Regions from separate parts of the Sus scrofa genome. Here region 2 is linked to region 1. The links are chromatin contacts, called in public HiChIP or PLAC-seq maps. All regions are on one chromosome and are shown on one strand. The core of a region is the stretch at or near the end of the contact, and the rest is flanking DNA. Distances in the headings are between cores, read along the strand shown.

What was found. HiChIP or PLAC-seq counts read pairs in DNA pulled down with a chosen protein or histone mark.
Region 2: an H3K27ac HiChIP or PLAC-seq map of alveolar macrophages shows a contact between it and region 1. The contact joins two enhancer-like sites. A contact is called at or near these places in 1 of 47 Hi-C or Micro-C datasets (embryonic fibroblasts) and 1 of 2 datasets of contacts at active chromatin or transcription factors (alveolar macrophages).

The regions. Positions count from the first base shown.
Region 1 is chr13:147,764,347-147,772,135 of Sscrofa11.1, reverse strand. ABHD10 (mycophenolic acid acyl-glucuronide esterase, mitochondrial) reads left to right here. Exons shown (of 5, transcript XM_021070392.1): 3 at 4,953-5,064; 4 at 5,478-5,615. Among named protein-coding and RNA genes, the nearest start is that of ABHD10, 9.8 kb to the left of the region's middle. Within about 2 kb of position 4,040, at least 3 of the 83 cell types and tissues checked have an H3K27ac peak or open chromatin away from gene starts, as enhancers often do. A contact at or near this core is called in alveolar macrophages, where this site is marked.
Region 2 is chr13:148,166,840-148,174,628 of Sscrofa11.1, reverse strand. It overlaps CD96 (CD96 molecule), which reads left to right. Exons shown (of 14, transcript NM_001243480.1): 4 at 6,209-6,416. Among named protein-coding and RNA genes, the nearest start is that of ZBED2, 14 kb to the right of the region's middle. Within about 2 kb of position 4,843, at least 11 of the 83 cell types and tissues checked have an H3K27ac peak or open chromatin away from gene starts, as enhancers often do. A contact at or near this core is called in alveolar macrophages, where this site is marked.

The DNA of each region.
Region 1 (7,789 bases), core at 2,791-5,290:
AATATTTCATGCTAATAATTATTTTACTAAAATAATATGTTTACATTTTATTAGGTTTGTTTGCTTATAACAATCATTTATTTAGTGCTTAATTTGCTAGAAGAGATAGTTTAGTGAAAAGAGCACTGGCCTGGAATTCAAGAAACATGGGCTCTAGAATTAATTCTTGCAAAAACTGACAAGGTGAGTCAGTTAATAAATGCTGGACTTATTTTCTTCATCATAAAAAGAGGAGATTGGACAAAAGATAATTTCTGAGCTCTTTTCTAGCACTAACAGCCTAAAAAAAAAAAAATCTATTTATCTAGTATTTTAGAAGAATTGCACTAATGTCCACTTAATAGGTCTGGAAAATACAGCTTTTAGAAATAACATAATAAGTAATTAGAAATAAAAATTAAAAATAAAACTTCTAGACTTAAAAATAAGACTTTTATGCAATATATTAGCAGAAATTATTTCAATTATATGGATTTAATCTTACTCCTTTTACCAAATTAACTGAATTATTTCATTTCCATTCTTAAAACTAAAAAATTTGTTCTGACCTAACTTATTCTGAGGACTAGCGTATCTTTTACAAGTAGATTTTCTAGCACTATACTGGTTCTGTCAATATACAAATTATAAAATATGGTCACTTAAAGATCTTTTAGTCAGGGTGGGAAAATTCAAGATAAAATGCATATGGAAAGTTAGTTGGAAATATTCATCAAAATGTGATCATGTCAAAGAGCAGGATACTTAATTATATAAGATGAGAGAGTCAACTATATGTCAATAAAATTTTATTAAAAAAAAAAAGAGAGAAAGCTGGGAGTTGAATTGAATAGAAAAAACTTTATAAAGGAACACTGAAAAATAGTCAGGATTTGGGTAAAAATGAGCTATCCAGAAAGGAAGACAACCCTGAGCAAAACATGATAATGTCAGAAAAATTGCCATCATTCTCCTTTTTTGTCGGCAAAACACTTTGAATCAAGAAATCACATTTTAGGGAGTTCCTATTGTGGCTCAGTGGAAACAAACCCGATTAGCATCCATGAGGATTCAGTTCAGTGATTAGTATCCATGAGGATTCAGTTCAGTGATCCCTGGCCTCCCGTTCAATGGGTGAAGGATTCAGCATTGCCGAAAGCGTGGTGTAGGTCCCAGATGCAGCTTGGATTCCCCATGGCATAGGCCAGCAGCTGCAGCTTTGACCTCCAGACTGGGGACTTCCATATGCCACACCTGCAGCCTTAAATAAAAAAAATTAAAAAAAAAAAAACGAAAACATTTTATCAGTTCTTGAATTTAAATTGAGACTATGAGAGCTATAACAAAGTTCTCTCTCCCATTAAGACATTTAGAGGGATTTTCTGCATTTTGGATACATATGAGGTATATGTTTTAAAGGTATATTAAGTAATCATGATGAAATTGTAATGTATACAGACTATTAAGTGGTACTGTATTAAAATATAGCCTAAGTGTATCTTTATAAACCTTTATAAGGTATAGCCCTTGTTACAATTTTTAATTTGCTCAAGTTCCTTTTTATTTGCTTTTATCAAACTTCATTGCAATCTAATCACTGTTGGCTGTTGATTGCATTAAAGCTTGTTATAAGAGATTTTATCTTCTATTTTATCTTTTATACTTCCAGTTTCTCGGTTTACTTTTGTTGCGATTTTGGCTCTAAAATGTTAACCCTAAATAAAGAAATGGTTAGTTTTTGTGTATTATGTAAGATATAGTGCATATTGGTTCTGTGAAAATGGTTTCTTAATATCCTGTCACCATGCCTGAAGTAAGATTGAGTCAGAGCTCAGGAATATGACACATGGTTTTAGGGCTGATATTCTCTCATAATTATTTCTAATAGAATTTTAAATTCTAGATTTGGGAATATGTCCCAGAGTATTGAGGCTGCTAGGACTGAGTTTAAAAGTTTTAAAATGCTGAATATTTTTTAATTATCTTTGTCTCTTGCTGAAATATAGTTCAGCAAAAATGAACTATATTTTTTAATTGTAATATATTAATATCACTGAATGTTTAAATTTTCCTTTTTGAAAGCCCTCTCCGTGTGTTTTGCATCTTCACCATATATTTGGAAGCCATCTGTAACCAGTACAACAAATAGAGTTGTCCAGTTGCCCACTGAGGTGGGTAAAGGAGAACTAGTGGTGCCTTTCTCTCCTCTTCTCTGTGGTCTGTCTTATACATCTCGTGGATTGAGGAGAAATAATAACTATGATTTAGACTTCAGCAGCTGCCTTCTTATTACTATCTCCCAAGGTTCCAAAACCACTCACTTCATACCTAAAGAAAATTTTAATGTCTTTCTCCATTGCTTATAAATCCCTTATCTCTGGAAAAAATATATACACTGTATATCACATATATATTCTTACATGGACACTAAAAACACTAGGATTTATTAGTTTTCACCAGATTGTAAGAATTAGAAAAAAAAAAGCTTTAAATTGGAATAAAATAATTTTTTCACTTTTACCTCCTACTTCTGTTCATTTAGTGTGTATTATAATACTCAGTGTCTGAGGCTTACATGCCTGGCCACTATGAAGAATGCAGAGACAAAAATAAGATAATGGTCTTTCCCCTCCATGATCTTACAGTCTGATAGGAATGATGAGCCATATATACACACACATAAATTGTCATAGAGCAGAATTAATAAAATTGTTACTAGTAAGAGTGAATTATGTAGAAGTTTCACTTTGTAGAGGTTTTTTGTTTTGTTTTGTTTTTTTCCCAACTTGTCTGAGAAGCATTTCAAGCAAAAGTCCATTTGGACTAAGCTCTGAGAGAAGATATTAGTAGTGAAGTGATGGGAGAAGAAGTTCTAGGTGAAATAAATGGATGAGGCATAAAACAGAGACAGAAATCAGAGTCTGTTTTAGAAAGAGCAAGTTGATCAGTTTGGCTAAAGCAGTAGTTTCATCAGAGGAGGTGATAAAAGGTTGATCTGAGATGACTGAAAATATAATGTTCTTAAAAAACAGCTAAAGCACTAAATTTTTATGTTATGTGTCTTAAGGAGTCATTGAAGTTCATGCCATATCAATATAATGTTTCAGGAAAATACCTGACAGGTATAAAATAGATCCATTTGGAGAGAACAGAGCCATAGAGACACAATGAGGAGGCTGCTGTGATAGGCTGGGTTTGAGATGGCAGACCTGTACCACGATACCAGTCTTCCCAAACTGAGGAGAAAGGTCTGAATGTGAGAAGAAATGAGAATGAGTGAGGATGGTACAGGGCAGGCAGTATTCTAGACCCTGGAAAAACAAATTTGAATATGACAGTCTACCCTTAAAGAGCTGACATCGTAGTAAGAGAGAGACATATATTTAAAATTTGATTGTAATACACGATATGAAAAGTGTTAATTGAGCACATATTAAAGGAAGAGGCTGGAGTTCCCGTCGTGGCGCAGTGGTTAACGAATCCGACTAGGAACCATGAGGTTGCGGGTTCGATCCCTGCCCTTGCTCAGTGGGTTAACGATCCGGCGTTGCTGTGACCTGTGGTGTAGGTCGCAGATGCGGCTCGGATCCCGCGTTGCTGTGGCTCTGGCGTAGGCTGGCAGCTACAGCTCCGATTGGACCCCTAGCCTGGGAACCTCCATATGCCACGGGAGCGGCCCAAGAAATGGCAAAAAGACGAAAAAAAAAAAAAAAGGAAGAGGCTGACTACTGTTGAACAGCACATATGTCAAAGATAGTTCCTCAATAGAGATGACATGACTTAAAGGATGAGTAGGCATTTGAATGGAGAAGGAAAGTTTTTTAGGCAGTGGAAGAGCATGCAAAGACTCAAAGTTAGCAAAGGGCTTATCCAGGAATTGGGAGTAGTTAAGTATGACTAGGATTTAGGGCAATCTGCAGAACTGATAAGATAGTTCATGATTTATTGAATTGAGACCTTGAAGGAGAGGTAAAATTCACAAATCAGACAGACTCTGAGCCTGGAGAACTAGGAAGTTGAAAGAGAAAGAAAACCAAGTGGACAGGCTAGTGATGATGAATTTGATTCTGGACTTCTCTTTTCCTTCTCCTGATTTAGGAGACATATACTAAGCACTTAGCATGTGCAGAGAACTGATCTAGGCACTGGGAGAGCAGTGGTGAACAAATATTCTGCCCTTACACAGCTTCCATTCTAGTGTGGGAGACAGACCACAAACCAGTAATCATATATCGTATATAATGTTAAGTAGCAATATTTGCTATGAAGAGAATAAAGCAGGGTAAGGAAATAGAGAATGACAAAAGAAGCACGACTTTAAGTTGAGTGGTCAGAGAAGGCTTCTGGAAATGTAACATTTGAACCAAAGGCCTGAATGAAGTGATGGAGTGATCTAGGTGCGTGTCTGGAGATAGAGTGTTCCATGTGGAAGGACCAGCTGATGTGAAACTCCTGAGGCAGGACTGTGGGTGTGTATTTCATTAACTTTAAGAAGGAAAGTGAGGATACAGTTGGAAGAGGGAGAGAGAGAACAGTATGAAATGAGATCAGAGAGGTGGTTAGGACCTAGAGGATGGGAAGGACTTTGGATTTTACATAAAGATTATACCAAGCCTTTGGGGGGTTTGTGCAAGATGTGATTTTTGTTTTAAAAGGATCATTGAACTACTAGGGGTGGGGGTAGATTATGAGAGAGAAAAATTAAAATGGAGATTTACTAGGAGACTGTTGCATTAATTCAATGGAGAAGGATTGTGACTTGGACCAGGCTGGCAGCAGTGGAGGAGGTGAGAAAGTGGATGTGGGAGATAATTTTCAGGTTAAGCCATTGTGATTTGCTGAAATGTATATTGACTTCACTGTTTTGTGTTAATAGATTTTAGGCATTATAATAATGATTAGTGTGCTATCTTCCATAAAAGAGAAGCAAATACATAGATATCTAGATATAGTTATGTTTTCTCTTTTTCCAGGTTCGATTACTCAGGAATTGGAAATTCAGATGGTAACTTAAAAGAATGCACAGTGGGAAAATGGAGAAAAGATGTTCTTTCTGTAATTGATGAATTGGCTGAAGGACCACAGGTGACTACTTTTGTTAAATATGATGATAATTGTTGACTATAACCCCATGATATTTGAGCTGTTTCTTTAGACGTGAAAATGTACGTAATATTTTAAATGTCGAACAATCAATTTTTATATTTCATATCAAACCGATCGATCAGTTCTCTCATTTTTACTTTCTCATAAAATGTAAGTAGCATTTTACTTTTCACTTTACAAATTTTGTTTGTCTAATGTACTTTCTATTACATACTTAATACTTTAACAAAAAGTAATTATAATTTTAATTTTACTTTGTCCCAGATATTAAAAGTCTGGAAGCCAGTGGATTAAAAGGAAGAAAGTATACACATTCTATGAAATTATTCATAGATCAGTCCCTTACACTAAAGAAAAAGAAATTCCTCTGTAAAATGTGTGTTTATTCTTAGATACTGGTTGGATCTAGCCTGGGTGGATGGCTAATGCTTCATGCAGCAATCGCGCGACCACAAAAGGTTGTAGCTCTTGTTGGCATAGCCACAGCTGTAGATGGCCTAGTGACACAGTTTAATCAGCTTCCTGTTGAGGTAAGTCCCAGGCAACCTCAAGGTATCCCTCCTGTCATTCTGCTCCCTCTTTCTTTGAATTTTGTTCATGTGTCATTTGTTCTTTGACTCATGATACAGGCCCATCTTTTGTTTTAGCTGCCTTTTTGTGTACAATCTCTTTGCCACCTTTAACTGTGTGGTCTTCTGTTTAAGGTTTCTTTTTCTTCACAGTCCCTTCATTCATTCTGCCAGGTATTTGAGCCACAGTAATAAAGTCACACTTTAAATTTCTTGTTTTAGCAATGTTTTCATGTTAATCACATTTATTTGTTTGAATCATACATCATGATCTTTTTTTTATACTTCTTAATCTTATTATATGGCCTGTAGGAAATAGTACCTATTCTATGAACATGTTAGACTGGCTAATCAATTATGGAACTGTTTTTTAGCCTGAAAGCCTCAGATCCTCTCTCGGCAGAGCTCTCAGGGCACACATTGTCAGTCACACACAAGCAATGAGGTTTACCATTCCTGACTTAGACACCAAGTGGGCATCCTTCTTCTACTCCCAATTCTCATATTTTGTTTTAAAAAGGGTGCCTTCATCATTAACGTGTTCTTCAGCCAATCATATTAGAAATGAGGTTTCTGAAATAACAGGGAAGGCAATTAGTTTATGATACTTTATTACTGGACATATGTTTTAAGCATTTCAGATATCTGTCTTCAAGGATAAAAAATAGCTTTTTGTGTGTTAGTTTTTTTGTTTTGCAATTGATTGCAGAACTCAATTGATTGAGTTCTCCTTGGGCATCTTTTTCCTAGGGATCTAAATTTTACCTGTGAAACTAAGATCCTAGCAGGCCTGAGGCACAGAAAAATTAAAGAAAAATGGTCCAGAGCAGTGTTTCAAAAAGTAGTCTTCAGGCCAGCAGCAACAGCATCACCTGAAAATTTGTAGAAGTATATATTCTTGAGTTTCACCAAGACCTACTGAATCAGAAACAGGGAGTATGTCCCCAGGTGAAATTTGAGAACCACTGCTCTGGATGGTGAATGAGCAGGAGGAGGAGGAAAAGACAAAGAAGAAAAAGGAGTTCCTGTTGTGGCTTAGCAGGTTAAGAACCTGACATAGTGTCCATAAGGATGCAGGTTCCATCCCTAGCCTCAATCAGTGGGTTAAGGATCTAGTGTTGCCTCAAGCTGTGGCTTGGATCTGGTGTTGCCATGGCTGTGGTGTAGACTGCAACTGCAGCTCCAATTTGACCCGTAGCCCAGGAACTCCCATATGCTACAAATGAGGCCTTAAAAAGAAAAAATAAAATAAAAGAAGAAAAAAAGCATATGTAGTGTTGAAGAGCAGAATGTCATTGACTTTTGCCTAAATTTTTGCATTTGACTCGGTGCCATATACTGTCTATTCTAAGTTTATTCTTAGTTCACATTGTTATTTCCAGCTCCTTAAGAAATGGCATTAAGGATCCAGTATTGTTACTGCTGTGGCTTGGGTTCGATCCTTGGCCTGGGAACTTTTGCATGCTGCAGGTGCAACAAGGAAGGAAGGGAGGAAAGTAGGGATGGAGGAAGAAAAGAAAAGAAAGAGAGGGCATTGTCTACATAGTCTGGTTCTTTATGTGATTTCCTGTCAGGGCTAAAATTACAAAGTTGATTTTCCTTAAATTTATCTCCTAGTTCTGAATTTTTTCCACTTGATGATTTCTCATACATAGGTGCTCAATGCCCTTAGCTGCTAAATTTTCCATCCTTCTGCATCTAAATCTTGGACCCCTTACTCTGTTCTCGTAACTCAATGCTACAATGCTTCTTATGGTAGGAAATGATTTCAAGAAGGTGGTATGTGGGAAAGGAGTTGGTTAAACAGTTTGGAGGGGGGGCAGTTTACTGGTAAATGACAGGTCTATATACAACTATATACGTTTATTTTTATGTGTGTATGTATCCATCACTCGGAGAAAAGATAGGGTAGATACTCTATAAGTCACTGAAGACAGCTGTTGCCTGCAATCAGAGTATATCTTTGCCAGTCCTAAATCAGACCAGCAAAAGATTCTTAACAGAAACATGTTGAGCCCTTGTTAACTTAAAAGCACGTGTGAAGAAAGATCAGGGACACTAGGACCACTATCTCTTCTTCTGCACACAGATCGCTAGTGCCAGCAATGTCAAAGGAATGGAAGTGGAGTTTTTTT
Region 2 (7,789 bases), core at 3,594-6,093, 400 kb before region 1:
TGTTGGTGGAGCATTTACTTTGCACTTGGGGATGTTACGTTCAAGGATCAGGACTACACTGAAGAAGAAAGGAGTCTGGTGCAAAGTGTGTATCTGACCTTTATCTAGCATGAGATGAGCGGTAACTAGGTAAACAAAAGGGTTAACCCTCAGTGTCCACTGAGGGTCCATGGGCCAGGTGGGATGATGTGCAAGAAGTCAGAGAATGTGTATATTTAGATGGAACGCAGTTGGTAGAGAAAGGAGAGATGATATTTTTCCCAGTTTATGTCCTGAAGCACAAGCATACTCATCGGGGAAATTCTGCATGCTTACTCTGGGAGCTTCTCAATACAGTCTAATATTCTGTGTTTATTCCAAACTATCATCCTGATTTCCCACAGTATAAATTTCAATTCAATCTAACAAACACATGTGAATCTGTTTTAAGTGCCAAGCCCTGCAGGGATACATAACTATGTTGGACATATTTCCCACCATGAAATACAGCTTTAATAAAAATGTTTTAAAAAAAATGGCAACATAAAGGGAAGAGAGTTTGATTCTGACTAAATGGACATGGAAAAGCCTCTTTGGTTAAGTCTGAGCTGAATAATTAAAGCCAGCAAAAAACAGACCCTGAACCTGTGAGCACATGTGGTGGTGTTGCCCAAAGTAGGCCTATGACCACTGTTGCTGAATAGAAATGCAGAGACAGTTTTGGGTGAAGGAGAAAAATAATAGCTTTATTGTTTGCTGGCAAAGGAGGCCACAGCAGGCTAATGCCTTAAAGACTGTGCCCTCTTTGGGAGAGATCAGGAGATGGTTTTACAGTTTGGGGAATGGAAAATGGGGCTATATATAGATAAGGATCAGGGTAGAGGCAAACCTGCATTGTCTTTCAAAGCTGGTGTTTCCAGGCCCCCAGGACTAGTTCTGGCAGTCCTTCCTTTGGGAGTGAAGAATGCTTCATCAAGTGGTTCTTCCATTTATTGGGGGTTTTAGTTGTACAGAATGGCTCAGGATATTTATTGTTCTATGTATTCCTTGAGGAGGAACCAGGACCCTGCCCTAAGGTTGCACTTTTGCCTCTTAACTGCTCCTCCCTGGTCTCTGCATCCCCTGCTTCCCTGATCAGCAACTGCCCTTTGGATTTCAGGGAAGGTCATGGAGGCTGAGGCTTATTCCCTAAAAACAAGAAATTGAAGACACAGAAAGAGTGAAGTGTCTAGCTAGCTCCATTCAGTAGTGGGGATGGGGGAGGTTTTGAGGGAATATTTGTTCTTAAAGTTGGTGAATAAAGAGAAACCTATGACTCTTCTCTTTAAAGTCATGAAAAGAAAGTGAGAAACCTATCAGATGCAAATGGTTCAATATTAGTATATAATGGATATAACTAAAACTTAGATGCTTATGTTTCTTAAAATTTTTATCTATAACTATGTCTTTTCAATATTCTCTTTTTTAGTACTTGCGATGTTTTGTATGTAAACAAAAATCGAAAGTGTACCATAAATACTGTTGGTTTTCTATGCTATGGGAAGCCCAGCTATTCGGAAAACAAAGCTGTCACCTTCTACCTGATGGCGGCTGACCCTAATTATCTCCACATAATCAAAAATAAAGTGCTAGCCAACTGACAGAGTGTTGACAACCAGTTGTGATGATTGGAAAAATGTTGTTGTGGCTCTATAAAATGGACGTGGGAAGCTTTGTAAGCAGCTTATTTTGACAGCACGGACTGGATAGAGAATAAATGGAGAAAAGTGAAGGTAGGAAGCAGTTAGGAGATGAAGAAACAGCAATCGATGCAGTTAACGGAATTTATTGAATGAGCTGGGTACACTCAGCATCTGCCTTGGTGCTGTGGCTGTGACATGGAGCTGCGGACCCATAGATGAGGTAACTTCACTAAGTCCAGTAGTACCCCAGTCTCTTTTCTGTATTGAAAATTCTGATTCTAGTACTAAAATAGGAACCCCTCTGCAAAATTTTTGTCAGGTCATTAAGAGACCTTCAGGAGGAGTTCTCCATGATTCATTATGATCCCACCCGCCCTCATCATACTAGTTGTTTTACCCAACTCCCATGTATTATTTAACTATGCATTTATTTTTGTTCTGTAGGTCCTGATGTTCTGTTTGTTTTTCTTGTAAATATATTCTTCTTCTCCAACAGAATCTCAGCAGAAAAGTCAAGGACTGTCCTTTCTACTGCTTTGGTGAGGCTGTATATAGCAAAGTCATTAGCAGCATGGCTCTTAGAAGGAAATCGTTATCTGCAAATCCTGGCTCCGCCATTTACTAGCTATGTGCCCTGGGAGCTAGAATTAGGGTGAGGTGAATAGAGCCTTAACCTTGGGTACAGAATTTAAGGGAGCACTCAAAAAATCATTAATCAAGTATATATCTCAATAAAGTATGTTTTAAAATCAAAATTTAGGGACAATCCATGATGAACAAAATGTCAGATGTTTAAAGAAAGGTATGTTCTTTGTTTTGAGACCCTGCTGTGTTGTTTAAAGAACAGGATTTCCCAATCAGCCTGAGGTTCCTGGGTCTTCATGGCAATGTGCCCCCCACGGGCGGGGTCTGAAGATTGACATGGCAGGAGAAAAGATTGAGCAACACATGGTTTTGTGTAGTCATTTTTCTAAATGTTAAATTGTAGAGGTTTTTTAAAAAACTTTTTCCACGGAGCCAAAATATGGGAGAATATTTTGATAAGTGCATGAAGAACCACACATTTTCCTCTTGCCTCAGAATTCTCTATGACCTTGGCTGTGTTGCCTAGCCTGAGTTTTAGTTCTATCATCCGCAAAAGGGGGCAATTATAGTACTGGCCCCATGGTTTTTCTATAAAGTACCAAATAACTTAGCACTGTACCTATGTTCAACATATTAAAAACTAATTTTTAAAGTGTTCATTTTAGGACTTGCCATAATTCTTCAGTTTAGCCAGGCAGAGAGTAAAAACTCATGAATTCACACCAGGTTGATCCAGGGGAGGCTGGTGGGTGGGGAGCTGGTATTAAATGAACATCTACTGAGAATTAGAACTCATGTAAGTGTCTTAGCTCTTTTGATTTACATTCCTTGTTTAATTGTAAGAGTCTACCAAGTTGAAAATCCCATGAAGTTTTAGAAATATTTATAAATATTAGAAAATTTATCAAAGTCTTTTCTTTAAAGAATAAGAAAAAGAAAACTGGGAAAAAATAAGGACTGTACAAGACCCCCTACCAGTCTGTTTCCTGCAGAACAGGCTACCTAGAATCATTATTATCAGGAGTTGAGGTATATTCTCTAACCCCTATCGCCAAAGGCTCCTTTCAGTTAACAAATTGTTCATTCTGTAATCTCCAATTTATAATCTCCAAATTCCTCTGGCTTCCTGGAATTTAAAAAATTTTTTTTCATTCCAGATAAGCCACAAAAATTTTTGTTTGTTTCATGATGATTAGGTTTTATTAATATGTGCTGTCTCTGAGGCATACTTGTCCCTTATTTGATGCTATGACTTAAGTACCTTCTTTGTGTGACTTTCGAGCAAGCTACTTAACTTCATTTTATTCCAGATTATTGTAAGGGAGTAAATAAGGTAAGACTTAAAAGTACTTGGTGCAGTGCCTAAAACACAGTAGATGCTAAGTAAATTTAAGCAGTGCCTAATAATAATATAGAAATTTAGTAGTGGATATAGCATAATATTAATATTGCTTCTCCCTCTTCCATGGGTAGATATTTATTTCATTGGTTGCCTGTAAAGTCTTTTCTCACCTCTCCTCCCATTTGCTCCCTGAAGGCAGACGCTCACGTGCAGGTTCTTGTCCTACCCCTTTATATCTAGGGCCTCTAACATCTCTCAGGATTCCCTGATGCTGTAGGTTACAGGGCACACTTTCCAACAGAATCTATCCTTCCAAACAAAGGAAGAAGTCTTTCCTCCACAATAGTCAGACTCCCAGAAAACGAACAAACAGAAAACCCTATGCCTAATTTTTTAAAAATATCTTTTCTCTTTCAATTAAACAACTCCGTTCAGTCACCCCTACTGCACAATAACGGAAAAGCAGTTTTTTTCATCAGTCACCATCCTCAGCCTCTGACTGCCCTTTTTCAACAACAAAGTGACAGATGGAAATGTTCCAACTGGCAAGACATTTACTGAAAGGCCAAGAATTCTGAACTCCAAGTCATACAAAAGCAGTCCCTGTGCATAGAACAGGAGCTGTAAAACTTAGCTTGTGTTAAAGAACCTGCAGGGGGAGCCTGCCTCCTTAATTGCTGGCCTCCTGCTCTGCAGACGCTGAGTGAAATGCTCTCATCTTTCTTCTGCTGGCACCACCCAATCCTTAGAGCTCCTTTGGGGCCCGTCTCCGAACATAAGCTCTCTCCTTTTCATTTTCTGTACCCTTCCTCATTAAGAAGACTCTTAGGTCCTTCTTTACGTAGGTATAAAGGTATATACTTTGTCCTAAGTGGGTTGTGTTCTCTGCTGATGGTATTATCTGTATATCTCTAGGTAAAGCTGATACCAGTCCTCACTATATTCACCTAAAAGAATTGTGTCTTATGTAAGGGATTCTACAAAGGATATTCTGGGAATATCTGTATAAATTATTTGTCTGCCTTCCTGTTCCCACTAGTTCTGCTCCAAGCCCAGCCTTGAATTCTCTCCCTTATCTAGCTTCCCTTCCCTCTACCCTGAATCTCTTGTTTTTTTAACCAGAGATTCCAAGTCACAGAACTTTGTTTTTCTTATTTCATGACCTCTTCCCCACCTGACACATACCCTTTTCAGTTCCTTCCATTTCTCCTGACCCCTGCGCATAATGATTCATCTGTGGTTTTGAGTCAGACCAGTAGGTTCTCAGCTCTGGCTCCTCTGGGGATCTTTTAAAAAATGCCCTGGGATGAGAGTCATCCCAGAACAACTGTGTTAGAATCTCCACAGAAGATGCTTGTGCATCAGAATGTGTTCAAAGCGACGCAGTTGAAAATATTGAGTTACACTAAAGGGATATAAGGACACAACCCTTCCTCCACCCTTGTGCCCCTCAAGAGTTCCCTCCTCACCAGGCCCTTTTCCCAACCCCTTGACTGACGCTGAACAACACTGTGGCACACCCAGAACCACGTCAGTGAAATTCAGATTAAGGCAAGAATAATGGAGGCTGTTTTTCACAGACCCAAAAATGGATATGGATAGAAACCAAGTAATCCAGCTAAACTCTGTGCTCCAAAATTCCAATTAATGTTTACAGCCTACTCTTTATGTGTCCTCTTTGAAGGTCACACACAGAAATAAGGCAGAAGGATCAGGGCCACAGCTAGGCTGAGGGAAGGAGGTGCCAAGGCACAACATTTAAGGAGGCACTGATTCTCAGGTGCCCAGCCTGCACTTATAAAATCCTGAGGGACCTCCTTAAATTTTGCATCCTAGGAGTCTCTTCTTACCTAATTTTGTTCCTGGCTCCAAGGGGAGCTAAAATGAGACCTTTTCTAAAGGAATTCTGGGAAGAGAGAATTTCTGTGATCACCCAGTTCAGTGAAGATTTGATAAGCAAAACTGATACAGCCTCCTGAGCACATCTTAGCATCAAGATTTCAAGACTTGAAATGAGAATTATGATCAGACATGAGCTCCCAAGGCTTACTTCCGAAATCTCACCCCTGATATACAGCTTATGGAAAGTTATGTAGGGGAAGTTTTAATCGGAAGAGCAGCAATTTTCTATTTGTATTAGGAGAGAATGACTGATTTTTATTTGAAGGTCAAGTGTAATGATACTTTTTCTAGTAACATACTCAGAATCTCTTTTTTTTTTTTTTTTTTTTTTTTGTCTTTTTGCTATTTCTTGGGCCGCTCCCGCGGCATATGGAGGTTCCCAGGCTAGGGGTCCAATCGGAGCTGTAGCCACTGGCCTACACCAGAGCCACAGCAACGCAGGATCCGAGCCGCGTCTGCAACCTACACCACAGCTCACGGCAACGCCGGATCGTTAACCCACTGAGCAAGGGCAGGGACCGAACCCGCAACCTCATGGTTCCTAGTCGGATTCGTTAACCACTGCGCCACGACGGGAACTCCCCAGAATCTCTTAATTTCACTTTCTCATTCATCGTCTCTATTGTTAAAGGTATAAATGAATTCATGCACGTGGAACACCTAGTCCAGAGCTGGCAGAGTTGAGTACTCAAAGCTGGTAACCATTTTGTCTCATCAGGAGGGTAATGGAACGCAGGAAACACTTATCACCCAAGATCACCCCATCAGCAGTTCCACATTTTTTAAAGACAGAGTCAAGCTGGGTACAAACTACACACTCCACCTCTCTCCAGTCCAAATCCACGACGATGACCAGAAGTTCTCTTGCCACATTGTAGTCAGGCCTGGCAAAATCTTGGCGAGCTCCACCACGGTCAAGGTTTTTGGTAAGAGTTTATGTTCTCTGGACTCACTGCCATCCTCCTGTCACTGTCTCCTGCCTTCTCTCCCCTAGAGAGGGAAGCACACTGTTAGCTGGAGAATAGCCACACAGGTGTGGCTATTCTGGAGTTCTGTTTGCCTTGACACTTGTCAGGCATGGTGGGAGTGGGGATGAGGGTAGGAAGCTACAGAATGACAGTTCAGTTAATGGAATAAAATCATGCAGGAAGCCGCAGATTAGTCATTTTCCTGGTAACCACTATCTTATGTGCAATTTTTTTTTTTTTTTTTTTTTTTTTTTTTTGCTTTTTAGGGCCACATGTGCAGCATATGGAAATTCCCAGGCTAGAGGTCAAATTGTAGCTGCAGCTGCTGGCCTACACCACAGCCACAGCAATGCCAGATCCGTGCTGCGTCCATGACCTGCACTACAGCTCACAGCGATGCTGAATCCTTAACCCACCGAGTGAGGCCAGGGATCAAACTCACATCCCCATGGCTACTAGTCAGGTTCGTAACCTGCTAAGCCACGACAGGAACTCCATTATGTGCAATTTTAGTTTCCTAAGAATAGTGGAAGTCTCTTTAATTATAACTGCCAAAGTCCGATTGCTTAGTTGTTAATTGTCTTAGTTGCTTGCTGGAGCAAGGTGGAATAAGGCCAGTGTACAAAAAGGAAGATGATAAAACAGTTCAAAGAAGCTCTGCAGGGTCCCCTCACCCCCAGCAAGGCCAGCTGGGGTGAGAGACTGTCCAGTTTCTCCAGCAAAGGAACCTGCAGGGGTGGCCTCTGACCTTGCATTTGCAGCAGAGTAGAGCCTAGCTGAAATATCCCCTGTGGCCTCAATCAAATTGCAGACACTCTGCAGGATGCAAATTTAAGAAATGTGAAAATTCTATTTTGCTCAGTGGTGCAAGGAAATATTAATAAACAGAAACTCTTGGCTTGGGATAGTTTTCATTTTTTGTGACCAAGATCTGTGTTTTTTAAAAAACATTTTTAAATGAAGACAAAGAAAAACAGTGATATGGATGAGCAATTAACTGTTTTTTAAAATGAGGTAAACAAAGAGAAAATAATTCATAGGACCTAAAATGTGGGCTGGTAGATTTTCCCTCAGTTATCTGAATAAGACAAGTGAAAAATCTTTGTTTTTCCTTGGCATCTTATTGCATAATTATTAGAGGTCACACAGTTCAGCATTCTGAAGGAAACATGAACCCCTTTAGTTCACAAAGAGGGGGATAACTACCGCCAAAATATATTTAGCTTGAAGTCTCTTGCTTATAGCTTTTCCTTTACCTCTTTCTCTGGCTCTCACTCTCTTCTTCCTGCCCTTCCCTCCCTCTTTCCCCATCTCTCCTCAGGGATGGTCTA